Linked DNA regions of Danio rerio: regions 2 and 3 are each linked to region 1. A link is a contact called in public HiCAR-type data. All regions are on one chromosome and are shown on one strand. The core of a region is the stretch at or near the end of the contact, and the rest is flanking DNA. Distances in the headings are between cores, read along the strand shown. Region 1 holds the start of mcm4 (minichromosome maintenance complex component 4). Region 2 holds the start of mapre2 (microtubule-associated protein, RP/EB family, member 2). Region 3 holds the start of spidr (scaffold protein involved in DNA repair).

Evidence for each region. HiCAR-type assays count read pairs that join an accessible place to other places.
Region 2: a HiCAR-type map of caudal fin shows a contact between it and region 1, with 8 times the contacts expected there. The contact joins the promoter of mapre2 here to the promoter of mcm4 in region 1. A contact is called at or near these places in 2 of 4 datasets of contacts at active chromatin or transcription factors (caudal fin and gastrula embryo).
Region 3: a HiCAR-type map of caudal fin shows a contact between it and region 1, with 7 times the contacts expected there. The contact joins the promoter of spidr here to the promoter of mcm4 in region 1. A contact is called at or near these places in 3 of 18 Hi-C or Micro-C datasets (caudal fin, embryo and hematopoietic stem cells) and 4 of 4 datasets of contacts at active chromatin or transcription factors (caudal fin, embryo, gastrula embryo and 1 more).

Annotation. Positions count from the first base shown.
Region 1 is chr24:39,276,675-39,281,522 of GRCz12tu, forward strand. mcm4 (minichromosome maintenance complex component 4) reads right to left here and starts at 1,295. Exons shown (of 17, transcript NM_198913.2): 1 at 1,260-1,295. LOC141380759 (a long non-coding RNA gene) reads right to left here and starts at 3,459. Exons shown (of 2, transcript XR_012399513.1): 1 at 3,359-3,459; 2 at 1,803-2,392. cebpd (CCAAT enhancer binding protein delta) reads left to right here and starts at 3,621. Exons shown (of 1, transcript NM_131887.1): 1 at 3,621-4,832. The coding sequence starts at 3,764. The coding sequence ends at 4,606.
Region 2 is chr24:39,434,591-39,439,438 of GRCz12tu, forward strand. It overlaps mapre2 (microtubule-associated protein, RP/EB family, member 2), which reads right to left and starts at 2,284. Exons shown (of 8, transcript NM_001109702.1): 1 at 2,058-2,284. The coding sequence starts at 2,182.
Region 3 is chr24:39,410,641-39,415,488 of GRCz12tu, forward strand. It overlaps spidr (scaffold protein involved in DNA repair), which reads right to left and starts at 2,926. Exons shown (of 19, transcript XR_012399512.1): 1 at 2,783-2,926; 2 at 1,296-1,445.

The sequences.
Region 1 (4,848 bases), core at 45-2,544:
TATATATATATATATATATATTATATATATATATATATATATATATATATTATATATATATATATATATATATATATATATATATATTATATATATATATATATATATATATATATATATATATAAATAAATAAATAAGAAATAACTCTAATTTAATGACTTTCATTTCTCACAGATTTAGTAAAAAGCTTGCAATTGCAAACATAATAGTTTTCATAACTTATTTAAAATCACTGATTTGTGTTATCTTTGCCGTAATGACACTAAATAATATTTGACTAGATAATTTTTTTAAACTTCTATACAGCTTAAAGTGACATTTAAAGGCTTAACTAGGTTAATTAGGTTAACTAGGCAGGTTATGGTAATTAGGCAGGTTATTGTATAATGATGGTTTGTTCTGTAGACTACTGAAACAAAACAAATTAAAGGAGCTAATAATTTTGACCTTAAAAAGGCTTTTAAAAAATAAAAACTGCTTTTATTCTAGTGAAATAAAACAAATAAGTCTTTCTCCAAAAGAAAAAATATTATCAGACAAACTGAAAATTTCCTTGCTCTGTTAAACATCATTTGGGGAAAAAAAATAATCAAAGAGGGGCTAATAATTCTGATTTCAACTGTAATTGTATTTAAAATAATAACAATTATTAACACTAATAGATCGACTTATAACTGCATTTGTTAATTATTATTAACTATCAGGATTATTTTTCGCCATAACAGTAAGGTTAGAAAAACCAATGATTTTCTTCAAAAAACTAAATCATATTAAGGCTATACTATAACCTCGTAAATAAATAACGTATTATAAAACAATAAATGTCAAACTGAACACATCATGGCAACAAAAAAAATCAAGAATAGAAGTCAACTAAGTTAGCTGTCGCCAAATAAAATGGCTGACCACAGACCAAAACTTGTAAATATTTAAACAACGTGTAATCCTATGTAATATCAATTATGCAAGCATATCTGTAAAAAGGAATTCAGTTTTATTAGAGAAGTATAAAGAGCGTTAAATAACTTCTGTGTATGTCTGCCTTTACACTGGAGGAGTGAAGAGCAGCATGCGGCTTCAGCCACAACAATGACAGAACTCAAGTCTGTGTAACGTACAGCAATAAACATTATATTTAGAATATCATTAATGTAAATCATAACGCACTGGGCTTACATATGTTTAAGAAACATTATACGCAGGAGAAATGACGTTTACGTTAAAACAATCCGTTTACATAAAAACACACAACACTTACCGTGCGCACTTCTTCCCTTCTTCTGTGAACGGTGGCGCGAAACTGACTGTGACGTAAATTTCGCGGGGAAATTTTGACCAACCACGAACACGCTCCTCACTGTGAGACAAGCGGGGGATACATGCGATATGCTTGAGCACAAATTCACATAAACGCCCTTAATTTCTTAGGTAAACTATAATTGTGCATTTAAATATCCTTAATATTGAAGTAAATAGATTTTTACATATTCCTATTTGCATTCTGGACGTTACAGGATGAGTGACATAAAGACACCCTATCTGCTGTTTGGTCTCGCCCGACATTTTCGCGGGAAAGAACATCAACAGAGTATAAATAGTAGTAGTTCCTCTGGTGTCCACTAGATGTCCGTGTGGTTGACAAGATGAAACTCCTGAATCTCAGTGAATGACTGTTTAGCACATTATTGAACGTTTTATAAACAGAAGTGAAAGTCAGAAAAACCAAACATTTACTTTTAAAAAGCTTATCAAAGTGGATTTTATTAATTATATGTGAAATAAAAACAAATATTACAACGTGTTGACTGCATATTTATCTGCTTTATTTGACTTATTTTGTTTGTGTCGTCACACAATATAAACTAATATGACGATGATAAAACAAAAAATCTTAAATTATTTATTCATTCATTCACTGGTCATTCACATATTGTGATAACAGTATAATAAAACATAATGCAAAGACATTCTTTCACTTATAAATGCTTTCCAACACATGCGACATGCAATCATTCAATCATGTTTTAGAATATGTACTATAACACAAATAATAATAATAATAATAATAATAATAATAATAAATAATAATCCTTTTATTATTAAAACCAGCAAGAAGGTCGCTGGTTCGAGCCTCGGCTGGGTCCCTTGGCATTTCTGTGTGGAGTTTGCATGTTCTCCCCATGTTGGCGTGGGTTTTCTCCAAATGCTCCAGTTTCCCAAGCAGTCCAAACGCAAGCTAAACTGTCCATAATGTATGTGTTTGAATGAGTGTGTATGGATGTTTCCCAGTAATGGGTTATAGCTGGAAGGTCATCCGCTGTGTAAAACATATGCTGGTTAAGTTGGCAGTTCATTCCGCTGTGGAGACCCAAGATGGGGTAAGAGACTAAGCTGAAAAGAAAATGAATGAATAAATAATTTTAACAACAAAATACCACCCATATATCTTGATTTTCTTGATTAAAATAGTGACAAAACAATAATTAACGTTAACAACAAGAGCATTGATAAAAAACGTATTTATTATTATATTATTATTAATATAAACTTATTGTTATTATTAAAACGTATATTTATTTACTTGCATTTATTTACTTTGATAGTGGTGCATACATTTATTTATTTTCAAATACGCTTCTAATTCAAAAAAGCATTCAAACTTGTGTATATATATATATATATATATATATATATATATATATATATATATATATATATATATATATATATATAAATGGGGTCAGTATGATTTTAAAATGTTTTAAAAATAAGCTTCTTCAGCTCACCAAGCCTGCATTTATTTGATCACAAATACAGTACAACTTGTAAAATTGTATGTTATTGCATTATAAAATAACTGATCAAAAGTAGTTTATAATTAACTTTAATCATTTATTCCAGTGATTTTAAAGATGAATTTTCAGCTTTATTACTCCAGTCTTCAGTCACATGATCCTTCAGAAATCACTTTAATAGTATTAATAATAATAATAATAATAATAATAATAATAATAATAATTTATTATTATTAATATTATTATTAACGGTAATAGTAATAAAAGCAATAATGACTGGAGTAATAATTTCAATTGAAACTACATACAATAAAAAGCAGCTATTTAAAATTTTAATAAATATTTAACAACTGGAAAAAAATAATTTAATAACTGCTGACTTGATGAACAGGATCATTATCTTAAAAAAAAACGCATTAAGATAAAAGAAACTGACCCCAAACTTTTGATCGATACTATATATATATATATATATATATATATATATATATATATATATATATATATATATATATATATATATATATATATATATATCTCAGAGAGTGTCAGACGCACACACACGCTTGCAAACCGACAGACAGGCGCATTCAGACATGTCCTCGTGTCCTACAACACGCAGTTCTGACAGGCTGTTCTCGATCTGCTCCTCTGTGTTCTGGTAGGCGTACATGCACACCCGACTCTCCTCAAATAGGAGCCCGGGAGGAACATGTGACTGACACTGGACATTCACTGGCTTCTGCGAGGGGGAGGAGAAGCGCTGACGCAAACCGAGCGCTCGTACAAATGCGCGCGGACGGCGGAGATCTCGATAGAGCTGAGAGAAACTTTTAGCACCTGTTCCAGAGGCAGAACTTTTGGAGATACGCGCGGGCTGCGCGAAAACCAGCGCGTGAAAAAAAGACACACTTTCCTTGGGACAGCCAAAGGGATTCATTCACAAGGGAATTTTTGTGCGTATTTAATGGTGACTTCTGCTGCGTCCATGTCTGACATGTACAATCTGGACTCGCAGTGCGTAACGCCACCATGCAACATGAGCTGGGCCATGGAGCCTGCCAACTTTTATGATAATAAAGGAGATGCAAAACCAGGAGAGAACAACAACAACAACAGCAGCAGCACTGGCAACATGATGGAGCTCAGCAATGCTCCTGCTATCTATGACGATGAGAGCGCCATCGACTTCAGCGCCTACATTGAGTCCATGTCAACGGTCCCGTTGGAGATCTGCAACGACGAGCTCTTCGCAGACCTGTTCAACAATACTGTAAAGCAAGAAAAGCCTGACTTTTACATGTCCAACGCGTTTGCGCACAAGAGCGCGGAGAGGCACCTGGAGGGTTTCGGAAAGGGCTCGTTTTGCGCACCGATTAAGAAGGAGGCGGACTGGAGCGACAGCGAGCACTCCTCGTCTTTACCGTCGCAGATCGAGGCGTGCGCGCAGACCTCCGTCAACTTCATGCACACGGGACAGCCGACGCCCCCCACCACACCTGAGCCCGAGCCCGTGGCACACAGGAGGCCAGGCAAGGAGAAGGGCAAAAAGAACGTGGACAGGCACAGTCCGGAGTACCGGCAGCGGCGCGAGAGGAACAACATCGCCGTGCGTAAAAGCAGAGACAAGGCGAAGCAGCGCAACTTGGACATGCAGCAAAAGATGATCGAGCTGGGCGCGGAAAACGAGCGTCTGCACAAAACCATCGACCAGCTGACGAGAGAGCTGAGCAGCCTTAGAAACTTCTTCAAACAGATGCCCGAAGCCTCGTTTGGGTCGGCGGCGCGCGCGGCTGTTGACAGTCGGTGACGCACGCACGCGCAAAAACTGCGAAAAACAAAACCCTGCCAAAAACATACCTCAGTGAACTTGTTCTTCTTGTAGCAGACGCGCTTAAAGTTACACGTTAGACGACGATGATGGACTTTTTGTGAAAGCTTCTTTTGTATTCTAAATTATTACAGAAAAAACTTCATATATGTTTTTATGGTACTTGTTTTTATAATTCCCTGAAACTTCGTATTAATGCCAGAGCATGTTTGAAATTGTAC
Region 2 (4,848 bases), core at 1,034-3,533, 160 kb after region 1:
GTATACTTTGAGTAATATTTACAACAGATACTTGTACTCTACTTACACTACATTTTAGGGCAATAAGTAATGGTACTTTTACTTGTGTATGATTGTTCTGTACTCTTTTCACCACAGCACAAAACACTAATTTTAATGAGTGGAAACTTTGTGGTAAGAAAATTTGGGTTAATAATGCAACAAATCTTTAGTGCTACCACTTTTGTTGTGCTAAAAAAATCACCTGGCCTCAATCACTAAATTCCCTACAGAATATTACGTTTTCACACACACATGCACAAATGCAATGTAAACGCATCACATCGTAATACTCACTACTCTGATTTAAAAGGCCTACTTTTTACTAATTCTTTGAGTAATATTAACAACATATACTTTTACTCTACTTACACTACATTTTAGGGCAAGTAATGATACTTTTACTTGTGTAAAATTGTTCAGTACTCTTTTCGCCACTGCTCAAAACACTAATTTTAGTGAGTGGAAACTTTGTGGTAAGAAAATTATGTCAATAATACAAAAAATCTTAAGTGCCACCACTTTTGTTGTGCAAAATAAAATTACCAAATAACCTTAATCACTAAATTCCCTACAGAATATTACGTTTTCACACACACACACACACGCACAAATGCAATGTAAAACGCATCACATCGTAATACTCACAACTCCCATTTAAAAGGCCTACTTTTTACAACATATACTTTTACTCTACTTGAACTACAATTTTTGGGGCAGATAATGGTACGGTTACTTCAATTACATTTTTCTGTATTCTTTCCAAGCACAATTTTATTGGGTGGAAACTTTGTGGCAAGACAATTGGAGTTAATAATACAACAAATCCTTTGTGCCACCACTTTTGTTGTGTGATACAAATCACCAAATGGCCTTATACAATCCCTAAATTCCCTACAGAATATTACGTTTTCACACACACATGGACAAATACAATGTAAACGCATCAGTCTTTCACATCATATTACTTACAATTCACTTTTTTACGCACAACTTTAATGAGCGGAAACTTTGTGGCAAGAAAATTAGGGTTAATAATCCACCAAATCTTGTGTGCCACCACTTGTAAGATTGTTTTGTATATATTCTTATGCAATACATTTCTATCGGTTCAATATTGGATTATAAACAGCACTGCACAACATGTATAAGAAAATAACCTAATGAAATCAACCAAATTAAGTCCGTTTTAAATCACTGCCAATTAAAAGATCAACCCCATTCCTTATGAATTCCCAGAACATCCTCTCCTCACTTCAATAATGAGCTGAGTTCCTCAAAGGAAAAGCCACATCTCTTATATAAGGCTCCCTTAAAATCCCTTCAGGATGACAAATCTTCCTCCCTAATAATTTCTCATGACTTTAATAAGCTTAAACACAGCAGACATTAGCGTTGTGCTTAAATAGCAGATTCATCTAAATTTAGCAGGAAAGATAAACAGTTTAGTGAGATGCTGGAATGAAGGGGGAGGGAAAGCAGCAGCCAACAAAATCAGTGTCAACAAAAGCCATCAACCCAAAACATGTTTCAAGACCCCCAAAACGCATGCAATCACATTTTTCACACATCCAGAGGGTATCAGCCGCTATTACGCACGACACGCAGTTAATCTTCACACATATTTGGGGATGAGATGGAATGAATTAGAGTACGCAATGGCTGACTGCTTAGTGAACATACATACAGGCCATGCACTGTCAAAACCTGGGAAAGCAGCCTGTCAGCGGACATCCCAGCACGTATCCATCCTAAATTATTCGACAAACATTTGGAGAAAACGCCCAAAGAATGAAAGCATACGCCAAAAAGCGTTTAATATGATTTTTAAGGGGTGCACCATCGGGGGAAACGCCATAGCTGCCACAGGAAAAGCCCCTCTGTTGGATAGAACGCAGGCATAATGTGAGTGGCTTTGGGAATGCATGGATTAAAACGGCCCGATTGTGATGTTTTAGGCTAAATGCATTGATTGAAGCTCGGATAAAGCGCTGGTTTTCTTTGTAAGCGGCCGGCGGATGGTAATAGCAGCGGTGTACCTGTAGGCGCGCTCTCCCCGCACTGTGTTCTTTCTGTAGGGAATGATGTTGGTGCCGTTGTTGTCCGGAATGATGTCGTTGTTGTTCTCTCCATTGGGGGACAGAGCTTGGGTCGGACCGGGCATTTGGCTCTGTGAAATACTCGAAAGGACGAGGAAAGGGACGTCGGGGCTGTTCCCTGCCGTCTGCCTGCTTGTTCTCAGTGTAAATCCCGAGTAAATGTATGTGTGTGTGTTTGTGTGTGTATGAATGTGTCTTCCACTCGACAGCGATCTCTCAGGTGAGTCGTGGAACTGCAGTCATGTGACTTTGGGAGGGGTGCTTCACATTTCAGCCTCCTAAGTACATCATTTGAAGTTTTATATGATTCTTCGTTGTAATTTGGTTTAACCTTATTGGTTTGACATGGGCAACTGGATTAAACAATGGATTTCGTTGTATATATTTGTCGAGACAATTTGGAGTACATCTGAACAACAAAAATGATTACCTGACTGAAAATTCTTTACTTATTTTACTAAAATGTTTCATTTATAAATGAAAAAAAAAAAAAACAGCTCCTCAATTTGACTCTGTCAATTTTGCCTCCTATATAAAGGCTTTGAAAATAATGTAGGATTTGTTTAATGACCATGATTTTGTTTAAGCCCTTACAAAGTTACTTTTTGATGTTTGCACTGTGTGTTGATTATTTTGTTAAGTTATTTTATACATTATGATATGATATATATTTTTTTTATTTTATGGCTTAGCATTTGATTCATGGCATACTGGACGTTTCTCAGTCAGTCTGAAAGGTTACATTAGCATTGAGTTTGGCCTAAATTGTTATGTTTTTGAGATATGATAAATGTATATTTATGAACGTAGTACACCTCAAAGGCCTCAAGTGTTTCCTCTTAAAGGGATAGTTTACCCAAGAATGAAAATTACCTCATCATTTATTCTCCCTCATGTCCTTCTAAACCTTTACGAGTTTCTTCTGTTCAACACAAAAAATGATATTTTGAAGTATGTTGGTTGTTGGCACCTATCAACTTCCCTAGTTTTAGTTTCTTACTATGGAAGTTTTTTCGTGTTTAACAAAAGAAATGTTTTTTTTTATATTGTCTTAAATCTTAAATCTATTGTCGTTAAATCTTCTATTGTCAAATATTGCCTTTATGAATTGTAACCTCAGTTTTCTGACCTAAGCTGACAGGAGTGGCACCCGGTGTGGTCTTCTGCTGCTGTAGCCCATCTGCCTCAAGGTTGGACGTGTTGTGCACGATGCTCTTCTGCAGACCTCGGTTGTAACAAGTGGTTTACTGTAAGTTACTGTTGCCTTTCTATCAGCTGGAACCAGTCTGGCCATTCTTCTCTGACCTCTGGCATCAACAAAGCATTTGTGCCCACAGAACTGCCACTTACTAGATATTTTCTCTTTTTCATCACACAGTTGCTGCCATGTGATTGGCTGATTAGAAACTTGCGTTTACAAGTGGCCTGTTAGATTACATACATAATAAGGTCATTGTGACTTCTCACAGTTCGGACTTTTCTTTTAATGCTGAATTTTTAACACAATTCTGGACATTTAAGTGAAAAAGAGAGTCATAATTATTTAGAAGGGCAATTGCGATGTAGCATAAATAACTAAACGTTTTCTTGAATATGTGTACGTTTCTTGAGAGTCACAATTCTAACGTTATATTTCAAGTCACCATAAACCGGAAGTTGCTGAGAGACTTTTATTTCAGTATGTTAACAGTTAAAGTACGTTCAACTGAAACGGAATATTGAGGAAGGGGGCGGAGCTTTCTTTTTGCACATCATTCCATTATTGCAAACTACTGGTAAGAAGGGCAAGGTTAAGAATATTGTGGCTGAAGCGTCAAACTGATGCCAAAAGAGAAGCACCGCCACACCAAACACAAAAGCAGATGCTCAGACATTGAAGAATAACAAAACCATATTTTGGTGGATTAACTTAGCACAAAATAGTAGTTCACCTAAAAAAAAACAATGTACGCTAGCTAAATAAACACTTTAAACTCACAATTAAGGGTGCGGGGTGTAAGGGTGTATGTTAAATTATCTCTGAATTCTGAAGTAAAGTTAAAGTTGTTTTAGAACTCAAAAGTCAAAACTGTGAAACAAAAAGTCATAATTACCTTGTTTAGACACAAGATTCCATACATACTAGCTATTATCTCATGTAGAAGGGAAAAAAAGTGAGCTAAAAGTTCAGAAATATGTAAAGTGTTGACGCAGACATTCCATTAAACTGCTTATCTTACCGCTACATTTTGATGAATCTACTTTTTGCTCGCAACTAATGTATGAAATGAATTCAGCGTCATGTTTAAAAGTTATTATCGTCCTTATAGGAAGACCAAATACAATTGATTAGAATTAAACATTCATAAAAACAAATCTTCAGCATATTATAATGATTCTTGAAAATGATGCAACAAAGACTGGGGTAATAATGATACAATAAAATTCCCCTTTGCATAACAGGAATGAATAAAAATTGTACAAATATTAAAATAGAAAATAGTATTTTAAATGATATAAATACACTCACAGGCCACTTTATTAGGTACACCCGTCCAACTGTTTGTTAATGCAAATTTATAATCTGCCAATTACATGGCAGCAACTCAGTGCATTTAGCTATGTAGACATCAAGAAGATATGCTGCAGTTTAAACCGAGCATCTAAATGAAGAGGAAAGGTGATTTAAGTGACTTTGAAAGTGGCATGGTTGTGCTGCCAGATGGGCTGGTCTAAGACTCTAAGTATTTCA
Region 3 (4,848 bases), core at 1,676-4,175, 140 kb after region 1:
GACTTTTGTCTTGGCATTACCTGAAAGCAGGAATTATCTGACGAAAATAGGCTTAAGAAGGAATAATCTAACGGGGCTCTATTACATTAAACATTTTCTTAAAACCCGAAATTTCCACTGACGATTAAGGTCTCATATCCACAGCTATAAATGTACAGATCACCTCAGTGATTTGTTTTGCCCTGTTCGAATCTGTAGGAATTGCCTGTCTGAATGCTGTTGGGATACTTGCGTAGTGTGCGTGTTTCCAGTTTCCATCTAATTCTAGTGTAAATGAGTTGACATGCTCAAATATTACTGCTAAAATAGCTGTCATAGCAGATGTCTTTTTTTTTCACCACTCCCTTGCCATCACCCTTATAACTTACAGGGAAACTAAAGTGTTCCCAAACTCCAGACCCACTGTTGGTTAGAGGAGGATTACATTAATCATTACATTAATTAAGTCCTCAGATTATGCGGAGTCACTGATTGGATCCAAGACCAGCGACGTGATGATCCCAAGGCTTCCATATCCGGGACCAGGCCATATCCTAAGCTGCTGCTGCGCTGATGGTCATGGGGAGTGGAGAACATGAGTCTGATTCCAGTGACGCTCCAGGGACAGACGAGTCTTCGCTGAGGCCATCTTCCAGCCTCCACCACGGTGACTGACGCTCTGCACAAGACTTTTGGCCAGCGGAGAAATTAAAATGGTCGTGCCCAACTGAGACTGGTTCACTCAAGGTTTTTTTCGATTTTTCGTCTCTATTTGAGGGCTCGCCACAGCGGAATGAACCGCCAACTATTCCAGCATGTTTTACACAGCAGATGCCCTTCCAGCTGCAACCATGTATTGGAAAACACACTCAAGTACACTACGGACAATTTAGTTTATTCAATTCCCCTATAGCGCATGTCTTGCAGAAACTGAAGCACCCAGAGGAAACCCACGCCAACATGGGGAGAACATGCAAACTCCACACAGAAATGCCAACTGGCCCAGCCGGGATTAGAAACAGTGACCTTCATACTATGAGTCAACAGTGCTAACCACTGAGCCACCGTGCCGCCATATTAATGCATTAATTAACACTTTGGTTTAACCTAAATGTAACTAACAGGAACTCATGATCTGTTAACGTATATCTATGTCATGACTTTACTTGGAGGGGCACATTCTTATTATTAAGCGCATGCCTTAACTTATCATTAGTTCATAACGAAGTAACATTTACATATAAGTACATAATTATTCACATACTCTTATTGCAAAGTGTTACCGGTATTAGTTATTAAGTATTAGTGTAACACACATGGATGACGGCGCTGTCCAGAAAACTGTCTCCACATCTCTCCCATGACTTTGAGGCAGGAGTGGACGTTCTGGCTTTTCCTCCTTTTCCGAAAGTACTCTTCACATCATCTGGGAATAACACACACCTCATGTCCAGGGTTTTCTTACGCTGAAACCACATACGTATAAACATGAAATATATACGCAAACACAGATGTAGAAACATTAGGAGAGCACTTGAGTTTGTGGCATATTAGGACACAAATGTGTATGGGCATGACACAGGTGGTACAGGAGAAAGTGAAATATGAGGACATAGCCCATGTGCCCATTTTTTTAAAGGTTTATATTATATATCATACAGAATGAGGTTTTTAAGTTAAAAAATGCAGATTTTTCAGTAAGGGGTATGGTTAGGTGTGGGCCAGGGTGATAAAAAATTCAGTTTGCAATATATTAAAAGACAATTACACCTATGAAATGTCCCCACAATTCACATAAAAACGAGTTTGTACTGTATGTGTGTGTTTGAGTAAAATGCTAATATTACTTTATCCTATAAATGTCTAACAACATGTTATAATATAAAATATTAGCATTGGTTTTGTGTGTGTGCATGTGTGTAACAAATTCAGTCGTGACCCTCATACATAATCTATGCAAGCCTACGATTGTGTGTGTGTCTGTGTATATAGTTAAAGTCAAAATTATTAGTCCCCCTTTGATTTTTTTTTTTTTTATATTTCCCAAATGGTGTTTAACGGAGCAAGGAAATTTTCACAGTATGTCTGATAATATTTTGTCTTCTGGAGAAAGTCTGATTTGTTTTATTTCGGCTAGAATAAAAGCAGTTTTTAATTTTTTAAGAACCATTTTAAGGTCAAATTTATTAGCCCCCTTAAGCTATATATATATATATATATATATATATATATATATATATATATATATATATATATATATACATACATACAAACATACATACATACATACATGCTGTTATTTTCTGTTATTGTTTTTTTTTGTTGTTCTTGTCATGTTTATTATCATTGCTGTTAATATATTAGGCAGTGTGTTTAGGGTTTGTTCAAGTGGGTTTCTAAAATAATATCTCAGTATAAACAATGACATCTGCACTTGTCATAAAAATAAAGGAGTTTTACAGAAATAAAGATATCTAAAGAACATAAGAACTCATGCTTAACCTTACATATGTTCATGACTTTTTCATTTAATAACTTGTTTGATTACTATTTATTGATTTTATTGTTTATTTTCCCATAAATCTCAATTCCACAAGCTCTCTAAAACTGACAAACGTCAGATATAGACTCTAGAATCAGAATGTCGCTAGTTAATTTATATTTCTATTTCCACAGGGTCTCCATTATAACACTCAGAAATGAACTGACGATGAATAAATCATTCAAGTGGTTCACTTAAACATCTCGAAACACATACAAAGTTTGAGAAAGTCTCTTTACAGGGTGTTTGCCGGTCGCTTACCTTCCCCATGATGTTAAGCAAACGTTTTAAGACTGTTTGTCTTCTCTAACGGGATTTACTTTCTAATTAAATTATCACTGTTTACATTGTAATGTAGTTACACTTAAAAAACGTACGGACAGGCTCTTCTTCGGTTTGTCTCTCCCGCTCATTTGATTTGTGATGCTGCACGTTACTGACACCTGGCGGTCAGACTGAGCACTATTAGGCCTACCAACATTCATTCGTTTTCTTTTCGGCTTTTAGTCCCTTTATTCATCAGGGGTCGCCACAGCGGAATGAACCGCCAACTTATCCAGCATTTGTTTTACGCAGCGGACGCCCTTCCAGCTGCAACCCAACACTGGGGAAAAACCCATACACCCTCATTCACAGTCATAGATTACGGAAAATTTAGCTTACGTTACCCAGTTCACCTATAGCGCAGTGTTTGGACTGTGGTGGAAACCGGAGCACCCGGATGAGACCCACGCCAACAGGGGGAGACCATGCAAACTCCACACAGAAACGCTACTGACCCAGCTGAGCTCAGCATCTTCTTGCTGTGAGGCGACAGCACTACCTGCCACCTCCTACCAACATTAATACATAAAAACTACTAATAATAGAGACCCTGTAGAAATTCAAATGATAAATTTTATATATAAAATACTACTAATAACAAGATTTGGTAATCTAATTACTTCTGGTATTAATTTTACAAGACAAAGCTGTAATAATCAGAGTTTAAGAAAGTAACTAAATACACAGCTTTTCCCTTAAGAGACTTCTTGTTTTTGATATTCCTGAAGAGAAGGTGGTTCGAATTTGAACAAGATTTCTCTCTTTTCCAGCAAAAGAAATTCAGTTCAAATTTATTCACAATATTTATCCCTGTATTGAGTTCCTCAGGCATAGATTTAATATGGATTGTAAAGTTTGTACCTTGTGTGAAGCAGACAGTCATTGGATGTTTCATTTATGCAAATTTTCAAAAAAGCACTGGGATGACATTTCTGTTTGTTTAAAATTAAAGTATGTAAATACCTAATTTTGATTTTAAAACTGTAAAATATTTATCATTTTGTCAAAAATCAGAATTTTTGGTTAACATAATTGTGACTTTGGCAAATTATTTCATCCATAAATGCAGATTTTTTAATTACCCCTCCAACTTTTTTGCTTTTCCAGGAAGATTTAATGTTTATATATATATATATATATATATATATATATATATATATATATATATATATATATATATATATATATATATGAAAAAATAGATTTATTAATGTTTCATTTTTGTCTTATTTTATATAAACATTAAAAATCAATAAACTTCTATGAAATAGGGAAATATATATATATATATATATATATATATATATATATATATATATATATATATATATATATATACAGTTGAAGTCAGAATTATTATCCCCCCTGATTATTATTATTATTAGGCCGCTTGTTTATTTTTCCCCCAATTTCTGTTTAACGGAGAGAAGATTTTTTTCAACACATTTATGATCATAATAGTTTTAATATTTCATTTTTAATAACTGATTTATTTTATCTTTGCCATGATGACAGCACATATTATTTTACTAAATATTTTTCAAGACACTTCTATACAGCTTAAAGGGACATTAAAAGGCTTAAGGTTAATTAGGCAGGTTAGGGTAATTAGGCAAGTTATTGTATATATCGATGGTTTGTTCTGTAGATTAACGAGAAAAAATATAACTTAAAGGGGCTAAATTTTGTCCCTAAAATGGTTTTTAAAAAATAAATACTGCTTTTATTCTAGACGAAATAAAACAAATAAGACTTTCTCCAGCAGAAAAAAATATTATCAGACATACTGTGAAAATGTCCTTGCTCTGTTAAACATCATTTGGAAAATATTTAAAAAAGAAGAAAAAAAATTTGAAGGGGCTAATAATTCTGACTTCAACTGTACACACACACACACACACACACACGAAGAGTTCAGAAGCAAAATCTTCTAAATGCCATCTGAAATGTTCTCCTAAAATGAAAAATTTTCTCAACCCCTAGTTCATGTTCAGTTATTTCAC